Regions from separate parts of the Zea mays genome. Here region 1 is linked to region 2. The links are chromatin contacts, called in public Hi-C maps. All regions are on one chromosome and are shown on one strand. Each heading gives the region's core, a stretch centred on a gene start, on an enhancer-like site or on the middle of the called end of the contact. The rest is flanking DNA. Distances are from core to core; before and after follow the strand shown. Region 1 has its middle 61 kb from the start of LOC109945485. Region 2 has its middle 78 kb from the start of LOC100217198.

Region 1 (5,659 bases), core at 798-3,297, 200 kb after region 2:
TTGTCTCCGCTCTCCGCATAATATTTTTTATGAATGCACGGGTACCATAGACAGCAAATCAGGGACCCCATCCCTCGCCTCCCCCACTTCCAAGGTTTCGTAGAGCAGTAAGGGAAGGAAGAGGCGGACATACCTGTTCGTTGCCGAAGAAGGACACGACGTCGACGAAGACATGGGCATCTGGAGGCGACATAGGTAGTATACCGCTAGATACATACAGGGAGAGAGAGCACGCAAGTAGAGAAAAAAGCCCAGCCGGAGCAGCTCCAAACCGAGAGGCACCCACACCAGGCGTCAGTCTGAGAAGAACGAGAGAATGCGAGTGCCTTCCCAGCCCTAGACCCGCCGAGGCGACACAACACCACCACCAATTTCGTAGCATATGTCGATTGCTGCCGCGCTACGGGCCTTGGTTGTCCAATATCTCAGATCTGGACTTCTCATCGTCAAGATAACCTAAGCGTAGCAGGCGCCACCGTGTCCTCCTCGGCGGCACCCGCGAAGAAAAGCTAGGAGCAAGACCGACTCGACCGTACCCGCGTCGACGAGCATCGGTCGGCTCGCGGTTGCGACCGTGGGCGGAGGCAGGATGTTGGGGAGGAAGAATAGGGCGAAGGGCGGGAAGATGAACGGGACGTTCGACGACAGTGAAAACGATGGTGCATGTATATGCTGTGAAACATCCTCATGGACGTGCAATAGCCACTGCGCGGGTCAGTGTCGGGGCTGGTGTCGGACGAATCCGGGGAGAAGGCGCCTGCTCCCACGCCCTCTACTGAGAATGAGTGGCGCGGAGGCAAAGGCATGAGGGAAAAAAAGAAAAGAATCAGTATGACGAACGAGGTGACGGCAAATAAGAAATGACCGCGAATGCATGCATTTTACTGTATCTAAAATATATATAGCATTAAGATGCCGTATCTTTTCCTGACATGACTCTATATTGTGCATTTCCACGTTGTGCATGTATGCATTTAATAATTTCTGTCCAATGCATGCATGCCGTTTCGTAGTTTAGCACAGATACGGAAGGTAATCATGTTAGGGCAGAAAGAACAGACTACAGAGCTAAGAAGGGAGAACATAGCAAGTGGTAAGACCAGAAGGCTAAAATTATCATAACAAACTTCCATCTGTGTCGTTGTACGTTATCCCAATATAATTAATGCAGAAAACCAATGCACGTTGTATATCCATCTTCAGCTAGTAGCCGGGCCTGCTTTCCATGCGCGCAGCTCCCGGACGCAACACCATGTGGATCGAGAGCCCGCTAGCTATAGGCTCATAGGCTGGCAAAATACCCGCCGTCGTCTACGAGTATAGATAGCCAAACCAGCCACACGGTCCAATACTGGCACTAGTACTATTAGGCTCATGCTATTAGTCACGGCACTGCTAATCACTATTAATAATCGTGTCATGTCACGTCGACACTAGTACTGTCTATTGATCGACCCAGACACTATACACTATAATGTCTAATTGTGTCGTGCACTCGTGCTCGCACTATACGACACTAACAACTAATAGTGCATGTGTCAGTTCAGACATTATTTTACTTTGAGAACTCAAAAAACATATAAGATCTTTAAGATTATATGTAGAATTTTAGAACTTGAACATATATACCATTATAAAGTGAATTTATTATGCTTAAAATCATAACAAATCACAACTTCACAATCACAAGTACATACCATAATCACATCTACAGACTACCAGTTGGTCTACGCCGTGTCTAATCATATTGACCACCTAATCATGTTATGCTCGTGCCAGCCTATCATACCGGCGTGAAGGCCCGAACATGACACTAGACCCGTGTCATATTAGCATTGGTACTATATAAATTGTGCTCATGTCGTGCCAAAACATTACTGATCGTACAATACTTATTGTCCCACCTATTTGGCCATCTATATCTATTACACGCTCCCTCCCGTGTTCAACGCGCGCGCGTGTCGTGCGTACGTATGTACACATGCAGCATGGCCTGCACGTACGCGTACGAAAGCAACGGTGTCCCCTAGCTGTAGAAACGGGCGGCGGGCAGAACCCAGGCCTGTGAAGGGTGTACGCTAGCGGTCCTTGCTTGGCGTCGTCTAGCCGGCCGGCCCTCTTCCGATCGATCCGGACGCGATCGCGAGCGCGACGGTCCCGCTTTCGCGTGATTTGATCGGTGAGTGTCACATTTCGAAGCGCTACGACATACGTGTTGCCCCCCAGGATCGCACGTACAAGTACCTCACACGTGAGCTCATGTATGAGCACAAACGTGCCACGGATGCGCCTTTGCTCCTGCGCCGTCCAGTGCGTGGACAGCGGTCGGCGTCGTATTGTTGTATATATAGATCAAGGTCGATCTTCGAGAGTTATGGCAAGCACGCGTGCTGGCCCGTGGGCCATGGCGAGCACGTTTTACGTTATATACGTTGTGGGCTAGTTTGAAAACCTCATCTTCCCTTCCCAGGGATTTCTATTCTTCTAAAAGAAATTAGTTTATTTTCACTTGTTAAAATAGAAATATTTTGGAAACATGAAGTTCTCAAACTAGCCATGTGTATGATATTTTTTTCATAAATTTATCCAGCAGTTGTGACGTACGAGAAACGACATCCCATTTCACGATAAATTGTATTGTCTGTCATTCAACCCAAAGAACATGTATATATACAGGGACGACAGAGGCAGCAGTGGGACGGACGGGGCTACTACTGGTGAAGGGCGCCATTTCAGGGATCCTCGTCCCCACATGTGCATAGTGCCCCCACTCTCCGTCGATGGAAGGCGTCATTCTAGGGATCCTCCACGGCCGCCCACGCACCATCCTCAGCCTCGCCTCGCTCTTCGTCGACGGAAGGGCGCCATTCCAGGGATCCTCCATGGCCGCCCCTGCCATCCTCGGTCTTGCCCTGCTCTTTGTCGATTGAAGGGCGCCATAACATGGATGCCCCCACCCCTGCGATCCTCGCCTCCCACCCTGCATCTCCCCTTCCATCGACAACTCCCTCCCCCTGCCTCGCTTTCCGAGCCCCTATCCCGAGATTGTCACCAAAACACCCGCCGTCTCACCCCCCCCCCTTACGCAAATCTCCCTCGTCCTTGCTGCACCACCTCCTCGTCGAGAGCCATCATAGAAACGACGGACACCGCCTCGTCGCTCGCCACATCTGCTCGGATCGGAGTAGAGTAAGGTAACCCGCCTCCTCCTCCCCTTCGGTGCCACCATGCCTCCGTCTCCATCCCCTGCTACTCCGCCCCCACCCCCACCTAGCCATCGTTTGCCCAGTCTCCGCCGCCCCAATGGAGCAGTAGCCTAAGGCAATGCTGCCAAAAGCGGAGTCGAAGGAGGAGCATCGTGCGCAGATGAAACGGGAGTTTGAGAAGTAGCGGGTAGAGGACCGCAAGCAGTAGCAGATGATGTGGCAGACAAGGACGACGATGGCGCCTGAAAGTCGCCTGGAGGGGGGTGAATAGGCAAATCTGAAATTTATAAAGTTTAAGCACAACTACAAGTCGGGGTTAGCGTTAGAAATAAAGTCGAGTCCGAAAGAGAGGGTGAAAACAAATCACAAGCAAATAAGAACGGATGACATGGTGATTTGTTTTACCGAGGTTCGGTTCTTGCAAACCTACTCCCCGTTGAGGTGGTCACAAAGACCGGGTCTCTTTCAACCCTTTCCCTCTCTCAAACGGTCACTTAGACCGAGTGAGCTTTTCTTCTCAATCAAACGGGACACTAAGTCCCCACAAGGACCACCACACAATTGGTGTCTCTTGCTTTGATTACAATGATCTTGGGAACAAGAATAGAGGAAGAAGAAAAGCGATCCAAGCGCAAGAACTCAAATGAACACAAAAGTCTCTCTCTCTCTCTAGTCACTAATTTGTTTGGAGTGATTCCGAACTTGGGAGAGGATTTGATCTCTTTGTTTGTGTCTTGGAATGAAGTCTAGAGCTCTTGTATGAGGTTTGATGGCTGAAAACTTAGATGCATTGAAGTGTGGTGGTTAGGGGTATTTATAGCCCCAACCACCAAAATGGTCGTTGGTGAGGGCTTCTGTCGTATGGCGCACCAGATAGTTCGGTGCGCTATCGGACACTGTCCGGTGCGCCGGCCACGTCACCAAGTCGTTGGGTTCCGACCATTGGAGCTTCTGACATGTGGGCCACCGGACAGGACCTGTTCACTGTCCGATGCGCCATCTGACGCCTGCTCTGACTTCTGCGCGCGCACTGTAGCGATTCACTGTTCCTTTGCAGACGACCGTTGGCGTGTTTTAGCCGTTACTCCGCTGGCACACTGGACAGTCCGGTGCTACACCGGACAGTCTGGTGCTACACCGGACAGTCCGGTGAATTATAGCGGAGTGGCTCCTAGAATTCCCAAAGCTAGCGAGTTGGAGGGAATCCACCCTGGTGCACCGGACACTGTCCGGTGCGCCAGACCAGGGCAGCCTTCGGTTGCTTTGCTCCTTTCTTTTTGAACCCTTTCTTTGAACTTTGTATTAGTTTATTGTGAACCTTTGGTACCTGTAGAACTTATGATCTAGAGCAAACTATTTAGTCCAATCATTTGTGTTGGGCAATTCAACCACCAAAATCATTTGGGAAAAGGTGTGAGCCTATTTCCCTTTCAATCTCCCCATTTTTGGTGATTGATGCCAACACAAACCAAAGCAAATATATAAGTGCAGAATTGAACTAGTTTACATGATGTAAGTGCAAAGGTTACTTGGAATTAAAACCAATAATTATTTCTACTAGATATGCATGGATGGTTTTTCTTCTATTTTAACATTTTGGACCATGCTTGCACCACTTGTTTTGTTTTTGCAAATGTTTTGGAAATTCTTTTTCAAAGACTTTTGCAAATAGTCAAAGGAACTCATTTTGAGAAGCATTGACAAGATTTGAAATTTTCTCCCCCTGTTTCAAATGCTTTTCCTTTGACTAAACAAAACTCCCCCTCAATGAAATTCTCCTCTTAGTGTTCAAGAGGGTTTTAGATATTAATTTTAAAAAGGGGTTATGCCAATTTGAAAATTCTTATCAAAAATAAGATACCAATTAAAAAATCTTATTTTAATACAAATTTGAAAGACTACATTTTTTAAATTGGTGGTGGTGCGGTCCTTTTGCTTTGGGCTAATACTTTCTCCCCCTTTGGCATGAATCGCCAAAAACGGATACTTGTGAGTGAAATATAAGCCCTTTGACTTTCTCTTCCGTTGGTAAATAAAATAAGAGTGAAGATTATACCAAATTGGAGAGTGGTGTGGAGCGACGACGAAGGATGAATAATTCGATGGAGTGGAGTGGAAGCCTTTATCTTCACCGAAGACTCCATTTCCCTTTCAATCTATGACTTAGCTTGAAATACACTTGAAAACCACATTAGTCATAGCACATGAAAGAGATATGATCAAAGGTATATAAATGAGCTATGTGTGCAAAATGTCAATCAAAATTCCTAGAATCAAGAATGTTTAGCTCATGCCTAAGTTTGGTAAAAGTTTTCTCATCTAGTGGCTTGGTAAAGATATCGGCTAATTGTTGTTTGGTGCTAACATATGCAATCTCGATATCTCCCCGTTGTTGGTGATCCCTCAAAAAGTGATACCGAATGGCTATGTGTTTAGTGCGGCTGTGCTCAACG
Region 2 (6,174 bases), core at 35-2,534:
GAGTAGAATTGCGGATCGAGAATTCGAAGCATGTGATGCCGATGAAAATTATAACCCAATGCCTAGTTCTGCAGCATCAATATGGCCAGAAGACGAACCTCTTGTTGAAGATGTCAACATGAATGCCTTCCGTGATGACTTAGCTCATGCTTTGTTTCATGGAGTGTAATTTTTTTAATATTAATTAAGGACTTGTATGTTCATATGGGACATCGCATTTGTATGCAGAAATTAAACTTATTGTGATTTGGATGTTTGATTTGTGAAAATAAATTTATTTGTGTTATTTGTGTGTGGGAGAAGCCACACAAGAGTTTGCCACACTAAATCCGGATAAGGAAAGATTTAAATGAGACAAATGATTATAAAATAGCATTTATTGTAAACTAGCCCTTGGATCCAAACACGTAGAGGGCTAGAGCTAGTTTGGGCTAGAGTTAGAGCTAGAAACTAGCTCTAGCTCTAGCCGGGCTTGAAGGATCCAAACAGGGCCAAAGTCAAGCATACAAGGGAAAATCTACTCTAAACTAGATGTAGGATAGGGTACCATATACCAGAACATGTATACACCCTATGTCTTATATGCTATTCTTCTTATTCCTTGTACATAATATGTTGATCCTTATTGCCGAAATAAATACTTTTGAGAGTTGGTATCACTAGTAGAAAAAGACTCAAAGCCTGCGGTGTGGTATATTTTTATAGGCGGATTCGGTTATCAACCGTCTGTGCTATTTTTAGTGGCGGTTTCTTAAGAAAACCGTCACTAGAAATCATAGATTTCTACATGAAAACCGCCTGTAGAAATCATTGTGCTCCTTCATATTTAAACCATGGTTGTTGGCTCCTTCATATTGGAGCACAAGGTTTCCCGGTTTCTATCATCATTGTGCTCCTTCATATTTAAATAGTAAAAATGCTAAAATTATATACAAATGAGGAGGATTTAAACCATGGTTGTTGGCTCTAAACCCACATTTACACCCCACCTAGCCAACAGGTTACACATGTCTTTGTGTTTTATATTATATACTTAAGCAAAAATGAAAATCTTAACAACGTACACACACTTTGCTAGTATAGTTCGAAGGTAGAGTTACATGATTTGATCACTTTACAAGATATGTTAGCTAATTTGTTAATAGAAGTGTAACAGCTAATATAACATGTCTTGGTAGGAGCCGACGTCTGAATCCTTTATGTTAGGTTTCTTGTCCACTATGTTTAATGGCGTGCCTCGATTTAGTGGGCCTCATCTTTGTTGGATCGATTCGGTCCATCAGGATAGTACTGGGCTGAAATAGACGATGGGGTTTCCTGCGTCTATATCACCGACCGAACTAATTTGACTCATTTTAATTTGACGTAAAATATAGCCCATCATATGAATAAAGCAGCCACGGCATTCCATACTGCAACCATCACTCCAGTATTTGAGTCTCATGTTATACTCCTCGGTCACCATCAGTCCAAGGCTTCACTCAAAGTGCAAGCGGACACACAGTAGTGTTCACGTGTCCTGGTAATACCTATACTAAGTTTTTTTTTTCCATTGACAGCAACAAGCAGTGCTGGGAGCAGACCAGCTACTGTGTGTGGAGAATGTCAAATTAAGAAGCAAGGATAGGTACATGGTATGCCTTTGAAGTGGAAAGTAGGCTGAGTGGCAAGCAAAGACAGTGAGAGAGGAAATAGAAGCACTAGCTAATCCACTAACTAATTAACTGTATATGGCAGAGAAAACACGAGGAAGAACACAAGGCAGATTGATGTGGAAAGTGCCGGCCATTGTTGGAAAAATCAGGCGGCACATGGTCCAATATGCATCTTTTGAAATATCTAGATCAGAGCGTGTCAGCGTGACTACTTTTATAGTTTCTAGATTGAAATGGACATTCTCAATCGTCAAAGAAGTGCCATGGTCGCCTGGTAGGGTGGCATTACGGGTTAGGGTACAATTCCCCTGGCGCAACAGGAAAATGAAAAACTTCTGTGGACCAAAATAATTTTCGTCGACTTTTAGGTTAACCTATAAAATTCGAATAATTTATATCGACCACGAAGCAACTAACGGAGATTAGCTAATTTTAGTCGGTTGTTATTAGATAGCAAATAAAAAATAGCTAATTTCGACTGACAAAAATCAACTAACGGAGGTTAGATCTTTAATTGTGTTGTCATCCGAAACACCAAAATCATAAGGGGCCTTTCAATCTCCCCTTTTTTGGTGATTGATGGCAACACAATTAAAACTTACAAAAGATATAAATTAAAGCACAATTTTGAATCATAAGCTATAGAATGCCCCCCTAAATATGTGCTTTCTCGAAAATCTCAACTTTGGTCTTAAATACCAATTTGCACATACTTAGGCTAAAGTGCGAAGCATTTCTGTTCTTAGCATCTGGGGGTGCATAGTGCCATAAATCAAACTGTGATGCTCATGACACACATATGCACTCATTACAACATGGAATCCTTAAAATACCAATTAATCATTAAACACCATAATGACACCAATTTAAACGACATTACACCAATTCAATACAATATAAATCAATCTATCAAGATACACCATAAAGATATCAATTGAAACCCTATTATCAATATATCAAGCATCGTTAACACCACTAATGTATTATGATCACAATATTGACAATAAGAGAGAGATAAGCAATATCAACACTAAAATATTCTCCCCCTTAAGGTCAAAAGAAACTCAAGGAAACTTCCCCTTTTGTAGAATTGCGGTGTGCTCCGGCGATTCTCCATGATAAGCACAAATGTCAAATGGTATAGAATTGCACCAATCCTAGTTTCCTAGGCTGGACTGCGAACACAGCTGGACTAAAGGGGCCTTTAGCATGGGCTATGGGGTAGGTACCTTTAGTCCCTTTTGGTATTACAAACTAAGGGCCTGTTTGGATCAATGATGCTAAAGTTTAGCACTATGTTTTTAGTATTTAGAGATCCAAATAGGAGTACTAAAAAGTGCTAAAAGTGAAGTGCTAAACTTTAGCACCCAATAGCAATTTAGCTTCTCAAGGTGTGCTAAATTTTAGCACCCTGCTAAGGTTTAGTACATGGGATCCAAACAAGCCTAAGACTAAAGTATCTTTTTTTTCCTTTTCCTTTTCTTTTATGGTTTTTTCGTTCAATTATTTTTCATTTTAAGTAGTTTTTCGTATACATATTATATGCTACTACTATATGTACATAAACTATACATATGTTTTAATGTTTTGAAATAAGAGTGAAACCAATTTAAAGGAGCTTGTACATTAGAATGAGATCATCTCAACTCACCAAGTCAATAAAAACCATAATAACATAAATCAAGTCATTACAAACAAGATGTTTAAGTACACACCAAAATTCATGCAAACATAAGTAGATGACCAAGTTTGACTACTTTGTATCATAGGCTCAGTGAGTGTAAGTCACCAATTTTATAGAATAAAACACCACCAATATAAATCAACACATTAACTAATGTACTCCCCTTTGCTTCACAAGTACGAGCATAAGGTCAACTAATGGCGGTTAATGATGGTCAAGAAGTTACTGGGCTAGGTTCCTTGCTAATCACCACAACCCTTTTCTAGAATCCTTCTGTACTACGTGTTGGTCCAACATAGTCCCAATTATAACCTAATTGATAAATTGTCTAGTTTAGAATGGTTTCAAGGCTACAACCTACGACGTAGGTTAAACCATAGTACTCTACCTATAAACAAGATAACAAAAAAAGCTATGGGATCTATTCTGTAGTACGTGTTGGTCCAACATAGTCCCAATTATAACCTAATTGATAATTTGTCTAGTTTAGAATGGTTTCAAGGCTACAACCTACGTAGGTTAAACCATAGTACTCTACCTATAAACAAGATGACAAAAAAAAACTATGGGATCTATTTTGAGTTGACCACAACATTTTGGTTGTTTTGAGCACAAAATCATGCAACATCATGATATATATTGCACTCTGTTCCATCTCTAAGATTTGTACAATCTCACCTTAATTGTCCCACCTATTGGCGATATAAAAGCCAATTCGATATTTGATGTATATCTTGTATTATCAATATTAAATTCATTTATCAAACTCATTTGTCACTAAAGTGACTATCATAATTCAAATATAAAATACCTATATTTAAACTTTACTCTGCGAATTGTGTAGTCTACTGTGTAAAACAATGTAAAATAGTGTTTTATGTGACTATATGAATGAACTGCTGAACATGGTCCAAGCATCGTCGTTAACAGCCTCCACGCATCTCCCTTTGGATATTTGGTCCGTGTTTTGACTAGCTAGCTACTAGTCAATCCTATACATGGTTGATAAACCTCCTACCTACGTAGGTAGATTCCATGTATGCATAATCTCTTTTATACATCACTACATGAGATCATTTCAGTTTCGGCCACTAGTGCCGACGAAAACAGGTCATTTGCTATCGAAAATAATCTATTTTGATGGCAAATATATTATTTTTGGTGGTAGCTAACCACTACGGATCGTTGGCCAAAAGTAGGCTTTATTTTTTGGCACTATGGACTTGTTGCAAAAAATTAGGCTTTTATTTTCAGTGGTCGCCACCTTAATCGTCAAAATTTATTTTTCCATGTGCATGGCAATAGAAACAACCGTTTTACTCGAGGTGTTATTGGTATGTAATGAAGCTACTTATGTGCAACATCTATCATTACCTTTTCACCATCGTCATTTACAACTTCAACGAATCTCAATTTGCCATACTTCAGACAATTTTTCTATTTCCCGTGCTACCTCGTGAAAACATACAATTATTTTTGTACACATCAATTTTTTTATAATCTGTATCGACACCTTTGACAATTATCTTCGAGTGGTACTGTGAATACCCAGTTTGTAAAGAAGAGAAGTGAGGGTTTATTCTTTCTTTGTTTCTTTTTCCTTTTTTCTTTCGGGTGGTACGCCTTTGGGGTTGGGAATTTTTGTGAAGCATCCACTAGTAAAACAATAGAATTTTGGTCAGACTCATGCGCTGGGGGTCGGGAGTTGACGTGTGAACGAGTTGGGCAGTGGTTCTTGACCCGGCCCACTAGTTCCCCTAACCCTAGCCGCCCCTCCCCTAATCCCTTTGGTTTTTTTTCAGCTGCCCCCTCCCCTCTTCCTTGGACGCCGCCCCATCCCCTCTCCCATCTCCTTCTTCCTCAAACCCTTGCAGCCACCACCACACAAAACCCTAGCCGCCCCCATCCCCCCCTCTCCGAGGTGTAGCCCTCCCCGCTTGGTTCTCCATCGTGTGGGTGCGAGCTCTCAATTGGAGTTTGGAGGGAGGAAGAAGGAAGGAGGAAAGGAAGAACCCAAGGTGGTGGACTTCCGGATCGTACTTAGGGCTTTGTCCAAACTTCCCAGTGAAGGCAAGTAAAATTGTGGTGGTTATTCCGTCGATCGATTAATGTGTCTTATACTTGATTATATTTATGCTATTTGTGTTCATACTCATAATCCTTGTTGGGTACCATCGTTTGAAGATATCTATGTTCTATTGATTACATATGTTGAGGGTGTGGCATAATCATGTTATTCATGTTGTTTATTATTTGGAATGGGTGGAAGTATATGTTTCACACATTATACTTGAGGAGGACTCATGTGTTGACATGCATAGTGCATTCATCATCCTTTGCATGGTAGTTTCGTCGCGATCTTATGGTCCGACCGTACCGGTACAATGAGCATCATATGTTGCCCGAGAAGGGGTATGATGCAGCTTCATATCCTTAGAGGTATGAAGGCATAAGTCATTACTGCATCTGTAGCCATGTGCATTCATGGGTGAAGTGTGGAACCTGTTATGGTGGTGTGGATAGTGTGGATCTTTACCTTGTGATTCATCTTGGAACTAAGTAATTGGTTACTTGTTTACTTGCTTACTTGCTGCAAATTAATAATCAATAAGGAAGTTGTGAATTACGTGGTTGGTTAAGCATGGTTTGTTTACATTGTCCAATTGTTGCTTGTTCTTTTTACTTGCTGAGATGTGTCATCTCACTCTTGCATTGTTTGATGCAGGCACCTGATCTTTGCTTTGGGGAAAGAAGGGATGTAGCAGCACAACCACTACACTTTTAAATAAATGAACCACTGCTAAATAATGTTGTTAAACAGGGGTTCAAGTCTAG

Evidence for each region. A called contact is a pair of places that touch in the nucleus more often than the background predicts.
Region 1: a contact with region 2 is called in a Hi-C map of ear, with 2.0 times the contacts expected there. The contact joins two enhancer-like sites. A contact is called at or near these places in 3 of 25 Hi-C or Micro-C datasets (ear, leaf and tassel).

What each region holds. Positions count from the first base shown.
Region 1 is chr4:20,882,339-20,887,997 of Zm-B73-REFERENCE-NAM-5.0, forward strand. No RefSeq gene overlaps it. Among protein-coding and RNA genes, the nearest start is that of LOC109945485, 61 kb to the left of the region's middle. Within about 2 kb of position 2,048, at least 17 of the 20 cell types and tissues checked have an H3K27ac peak or open chromatin away from gene starts, as enhancers often do. A contact at or near this core is called in ear, leaf and tassel, where this site is marked.
Region 2 is chr4:20,678,902-20,685,075 of Zm-B73-REFERENCE-NAM-5.0, forward strand. No RefSeq gene overlaps it. Among protein-coding and RNA genes, the nearest start is that of LOC100217198, 78 kb to the left of the region's middle. Within about 2 kb of position 1,285, at least 15 of the 20 cell types and tissues checked have an H3K27ac peak or open chromatin away from gene starts, as enhancers often do. A contact at or near this core is called in ear, leaf and tassel, where this site is marked.